2 separate regions of the Arachis hypogaea genome follow, and region 2 is linked to region 1. Evidence: chromatin contacts called from public Hi-C data. All regions are on one chromosome and are shown on one strand. The core of a region is the stretch at or near the end of the contact, and the rest is flanking DNA. Distances in the headings are between cores, read along the strand shown.

Region 1 (3,274 bases), core at 260-2,759:
TCCTATTTCGCTCCATCTAAATGTGCCAAATGATCGCACTTTCTGTCTTCTTTTCTACGCGACTCATCTGTCCAACTTAGGAAATGGTCCTTCACTAACCCCGGAAAAGCCCAGAGCCTGCCAAACACAGATATCCATGCACTCCACACCTGCCAAGTAAAATCACAGCCAATAAACAAGTGATGGACCTGCTCAACATCCTTATTACATAAAACACAACTCTTATCATCCTGGCTAATAATCCCGATCCGACTTAGCCGTTCCTTAGTATTCACCCTGCCTACCAGGACAAACCAAGCAAACAGCTCCACTCTTGGTGGAACCAAACCTTTCCAGATGGTCTTCGTGAAGCTGTAACTGGTTACATCCTCTGATAGCATTCCTTCTTGTAGCACCTCCACAAAAGAGTTAGTCGAAAATATACCAAATCTATCATATTTCCACACAACTCTATCCTCCCTATTATTCGCTAGCCTCACAGGTCTCAAAGCCTCATGTAGTTGACTCAAAAGGTCTAACTCCCACTTAAAAAGCTCTCGCCTCCCATTGGAAGTTCCAAACCCACTCTAATCCATCCCAAAACCCACAATCCCCAATAACCAAACCATATTGGTTTGAAACAGAGAAGAACCTGGGGAACCGATCTTTCAAGGAACCACAATGCAACCAAATATCCTCCTAAAACCGAGTCTGTCGTCCATCACCAATCTTCGTAGTCAGACCTGTAATCATCTTTATCCCTTAGATATTGCTCCTTAATTTCTATATGACAAATATCCTTTCATGGGCCCCCTTTAGTAGGTAGCACTTGAGTGGACAGTCACTCATTCAGTCTTAGATTACATGGCAATTGTAAATTAGTCAAAACCTTCCACAACAAATTAGAGCCAAATTTAGAAATGGTAAGGGCTACAAAAAGTTAACGTAGCTCCATGTTTTTGCTACTGGTTGCTGGAAGGTTTGGAGCTAGCGAAACTGTCAAATTCACGAAGCGAGATACTAACGAACACCTCAAGCCTGTTGAGAAGTTTTGAAGAAAGTGGAGGAAACTAGACTTGCCTTTGAGAGAAGATAGAGGATAAGCCTTTCCAAAAACATGAAGGAAATGTTAGTGAAATGGAATGCCCCACCCAATAACTGAATCACTCTCAATACTAATGGTACTACGCAAGAAAATCTAAGGAAAGCCGAATGTAAAAGAATTTTGAGGAATGAAAATAGTGAGTGGATTGTTGGATTCTCTTACAACATAGGAAGGTACTCAGCTTTCAACGTGGAACTCTAAGGGTTGAATCAATGATCAAACTGAGTTTGGACTATGGGGATAAGAAGATTGAGAGTAGAATGTGACTCTAAAATTGCTATAGACCTCGTCAATAATTACAGAGACCTCAAAAATTATCCAAATATTCTCATTAGAGATATTAATAGATGGAAAGCAAAAAATTAAAATATTCTTTTTGTTAATATTTATAGAGAGAACAATTAATGCACCGATTGTCTTGTGCGTAAAGTTATCTAGACCCAGAATTCTATTTTTAAGTTACTCTTCTTAGGACGATAGTTAGGATATTTGTAAATAATGAACATAGGATAGCTCTTCCTCGTTTAGTTTCTTTATAATTCTTCTTTTCTGGACTCCGGCTCCGTTTTAATAATTAAAAAAAAAAAAAAAAAAAACGAATTGCCAGTCCAAAGAAAAAAAAAAGCAGAATAGTATACTAATTTTTGCAAGGCAATCTACACAGGCATTTCCAAGTCTGGGTGTGTGTTTGACTTTGATCTCCCAATATTTAGCTATGAGATGATGAATGTCCCTTACCAACGAGTTGTGCCTTTGTCTCCCCCTCTCGTTGTTGCAGGTTTTTCGAGGTTTATCTTCTCCATTTGACCAGAACTATTTCAGGCTAGATTCCCTTCTTCGGTTCTTCCTGTATCTACTTTTGTTTTTGGTGATTGTCTATTTTACTTTTATTGGACGAAAGCTATGTTGTGTTATTGAAATTGTATGAAAGCCCAACTTATAAGAGAAAGTCAGAGACCCATTTTTACAAAAATATCCCAATAAGCGAACTTGCACGCAGTCCCTCACACGGTGTTAACCAACTGGTCAGCTCCGAAACTTGGTCTTCATTCATTGCCTTCATCGACACCATTGACACACACACTTTCCATTTCCACAATTCCGCCAAAACCAACACAAGAAACCCCCTTGGCCTTCCCCCTCAGATCCCTCAACAATGTCATCCGAATTCCTCACTCACTTCAAAGAAGCCGGGCAGAGCGTGATCTCCACGCGCCGTCCCTGGTCCCAATTCCTCTCCCTCTACGCCCTCTCCCTCCCCCACTCCCTCCAAGACGCGTCGGCGCGCGTGTCGCACAACCTCGCCTACTTCCTCTTCAACTACACCATCCTCCTCTTCCTGTCACTCATCCTCTCCCTCCTCTCACGTCCCTTCCCTCTAATCCTCGTTCTCTTCCTCCTCGCTCTCTGGTACTTCCTCTACTTCTCCCGCGACGAGCCCTTAAACCTCTTCAACCTCGTCGTTTTGGACGACCGCGCCGTCGTTTTGGCACTCGCTGTATTAACCCTTGTTGTTCTCCTCATCGCCAACGTCTGGTTTAATCTCGTCGTGTCGCTTCTTGTTGGTGCTGCTGTGATTTTCATCCATGCTGTGCTGAGAGGGACTGAAGATCTTGTTGCTGATGATACTGAATCTCCGTACGGTCCTATGCTTAGTGGCGGTGCTAATGCTGGTTCCTATGCACCTGTTTGAGGAATTTTCGGTTAGGGATTTTGTGTGATTCTGGAATTAGGGGGGTAAAGATTCTTTTGACTGTGTAGTTGGAAACTGTGACCCTTCATGTTGCAATTCATTCATAAATATAGATAGTTGTGTCTTATAATTGTACCTTCATTTTCCAATTTTCCTGTCTTCTTGATTGTGCTTTGCAATTTTCATGAATGAGTTAACAATTGGACATGTTTTTGATAGGAAGTTTGGGTTTTGTTGTTCATAATATTCTTTAATAGGATGGATTAATGGTGAATGTATGTATAATTGTTTGTTGGACCCTAAACCTTGCATTGCACGAGTCTCTGTTCGGCTCGGCTTGTGAATTTGTTTACACTTTGATGTCATATTTGATCTCGGTTGGTTAAATGGTTTTGTCTCTGTTAACTCTGTGCTATTCAGTGTGTTGGTATTGAAAATAGACATGTTTCCATAGTTGAAAGGTTTGTGAAAGGTTTACATTAGTCTGCAGAGATGGT
Region 2 (3,544 bases), core at 266-2,765, 210 kb before region 1:
CCAAAGGATCCAAAAGTTTAATTAATTAATTAATTAGAATGTTTAACATACCTTTTGTCTTAATATGCAGAGAACATAGCAGAATAATTATCGCAACATATGTATAAATTTTATATATTTTTAAATTCTCAAATTTTAGTAGAGTATATTTTTTATGAGTAATATATCATTTAATTCTTAAAGAGAGAAGCCTAGTATACAGAATATTTAAATAAAATAAAATAAAAATTGAAAGAGATAAATCAGACATGCTATAAGATTATATAGAAATAAAGAATAAAAATCTGTATGCTTCTCCTGTCTCCATATTTCAGAACATATAAAAAGTTTATGTCCTAAAATAAATTGTCTTATATAGTTGTTTTTAACAGTCAACAAAAAAATATAGCTATTTTAAACTAAAATCTTATGTTTGTTGTTGCTATCATTATCTTAGTTAAGAAATGCAGCATAAAAACTTCGAAATTGTACATTGAAATTTCTACTATTACTGTACTTAACAAGAACTTAAAACAAAACACCTTAGACACAATTAAACGGATCACTATTAATTAATATTAATAAAACACCCAATATTATATATGGTTGGGTTCATAAGTTGATACCTGTTACACCCTTAGGAAGGCCTTTTTGGACAACATCTGATCCACAAATGAAGAGAAATTTTGGAACAGTAACAGCTCTTCCTGCAGAGTTTCCATCGGTGGATTCAACACTAACAACATCCGAACGAACATCACCAGATGTTGAAACACCAGTGACAGTGTTGCTTGGAAATCCACCACACACTTTGACTTTGTCACCACTGCATGATGAAGAGCCAAAGAGTGAGCACTGAGCAGATCCACAAGCCACTGATTTCGATGTTGATGACACATAGCCATGCTGGCAGTTCACCCAAACATATCCACCGCCGAGATCCACGGTTAGGTTCACCGTCACGAGTGGTGTTCTTTGTTTGATTTGGGTTACATATTGGGGTGTGGACGAAGATATGTCTTTGGTTACAGGTAGAACAAGTGCTTTTGGTCTGAATGAGGTTTTTGCTGCGGTGGAAGAGATGAATAATAGAAGAAAGGAACCAAGCGAGAGAATTATTCTAATTGAGGGAATCATGTTACGTTTGGAAAATAAAACAAGCATGTAATAGGATAAGGTAGGCCTGGTGTGATGAATTGATGGTTAAGGAAAGTGAAGCTACTTCTATTTATATATTCATTTTAATATGATTATGGTAAGTATAGTGTTTCAAGAGTGATGTTAAAATTAAAATAATATTTTTTAATTATTTACCAATATATTTTAATTTAAAAATTTAAAGTATATATGATTAAAATATATAAAAAATATAATTTTAATTTTAATAACAGTTCTATAACCATTATAATCCTATAGTCGCCACCATATATATGACTTCTAATTTCTTCGTGGGAACAGGGGTGTGATCTGTTATGGTGATGAGAGATAGATCCGTTGAATTAATGAAATTGGTCATGTACGCAACTTGGAGCACACAGTTTACTAATAAGTGTCAACAGTGGCAACTACATACCCAAGTTCTAGCGTTTGGTTTAGAGAGACACCCACAAAAGCTAATAGTATCCATTGTATTTATTTTGATAATAAAATAATGGATAAAGTACTAATTTGGTTTCTATGTTTAGACATAATTTTATTTCGGTCTTTAAATTTAAAATGTTTTATTTAAATTTAAAAAAAATTTATTTAGTTTTAATATAGTCTCATCGTGAGATCAAATTTAAATAATTAATGGAATGTTTTACATAACAGTCGTATAAGAACAAAATCGATAATTTGGAGAACAAGTACAAGTTTTAGAGGTATAAAATTAACTGTGGATGCATCAATATATTTATTTATCATTCTTCTTACAATTTAAACGAAATATCTTTTATAAAATTAAAGAGAATGACAAATAAATATATTGATGTATCTATAGTTAATTTTATGCTTTTAAAATGTATACTTGTTGTCTAAATTATCGACTTTGTTCTTTGTATTGCTATTGTATAGAACATCCTGTTAAGTATTTAACTTTGGTCTCACAGTAAAACTATATTAAAGCTAAATAAAATTTTTTTAAATTTAAATAAGACACTTAAAACCTTAAAAAATAAAATAAAATTATATCTAAATATAAAAGACCAATTTAATACTTTATTCTAAAATAATAAACACAACTGAATAATTTATCACAACAATCCTTTTATGACTGCTCCATCATTCTTTTAATGAATTGTTACATCTTACTATTTCTAATACTATTCTTATTTCATACATTAAAACAATTAGTTATTTTTTTTTATTTTTCATTGTACTTCTTACTCGATAAATAAAGTTAGAAGCGGATTTATTGTGGACCTAAATTTCATTTAAAATCAACCCCTACCTAGAAGATTGTTGCATATACTCATAAAATGGGATTATCCTTATTAACAAGCTCTTCCTTCCGTGATGTAACTTGATTGGGACCATCGGCTGCTATCGTTGACGTTGACATATTTGACCTACATTAGATTAATACAATTTCTAAGAGGAGTAAACTGAATGTACAACAAAATCTTTTATTTCGTATCTTGTGCTTTCGGAACATTATTAAATATATTAACTGATGTAAAATAAATAATTAAAAATAAATAAATATAAAATAAAAAATATAAATAAAAAATTTTAATATTAATATTTATTAATATTATTATCAATATAATTATGATTCATATATATTTACTAATATATTGCAGTATATATCTATATAAGAAGAGAAAAAATATTTTATATTGATCTTGTATGTATATTATCTAAGATCTTGTCCCCTTATTTATATATGTACCAAATTCACATTTTTAAATTTTATTAATTTAATCTATTTTGAGAATTTGAGCCTTCTTTTCATTGAGAAATTGAGCTGCTCATCTTAAAAAGTCAAATCATTAATGGATGTCTATTTAGGATTATGCCTCATTAAAATCTTACTAAAGAAAAGTCCAATAAAAAAATTTTAGTGAAGGAAAAATAGTACAATATCCTTTGTGATGAGAACTGTCTCGTTAAAATCCTTGTCAAGAAAAACCCAATAGGGAGAAAAACATGACCAAGGAAAAAGGAATACAGCCTCCCCCTCTTGTCGACATTATTTAAGATCTCAAAATTGGCATCCCAATCTGATGTACCAATCTTTCAAAGGAGGATTTTAGAAGTGACTTTGTAAATAAATTTCCTAGATTATCGCTTGAACGGATATGTTGGACATCAATTGTTCCTTGATTTTGAAGATCACGAGTAGAAGAATTTAGGAGAAATATGCTTCGTTCTATCACCTTTGATGTATCCACCTTTAAATTGAGCAATGCATGTTGTATTATCTTCAATCAGAACAGTTGGAGCTAGTTTTCTATTAGTCAGTCCACATGATGATATAATATATTATATTAAACTCTTGAGCCAAAAATACTCACGACTTGCTTCATGTATTGCTAGTATTTCAGCATGATTAGAGGATGTCGCCGCTATCGTCTGTTTTGTA

The links. Hi-C and Micro-C count contacts between places; a contact is called where the count stands out from the background.
Region 2: a Hi-C map of leaf shows a contact between it and region 1, with 5 times the contacts expected there. The contact joins the promoter of LOC112776027 here to the promoter of LOC112777358 in region 1. A contact is called at or near these places in 2 of 8 Hi-C or Micro-C datasets (leaf and an unstated tissue).

The regions. Positions count from the first base shown.
Region 1 is chr19:119,712,745-119,716,018 of arahy.Tifrunner.gnm2.J5K5, reverse strand. It overlaps LOC112777358 (PRA1 family protein D), which reads left to right and starts at 1,509. Exons shown (of 1, transcript XM_025821708.3): 1 at 1,509-3,164. The coding sequence starts at 2,241. The coding sequence ends at 2,777.
Region 2 is chr19:119,920,113-119,923,656 of arahy.Tifrunner.gnm2.J5K5, reverse strand. It overlaps LOC112776027 (probable aspartic proteinase GIP2), which reads right to left and starts at 1,515. Exons shown (of 2, transcript XM_025819978.3): 1 at 606-1,515. The coding sequence starts at 1,143.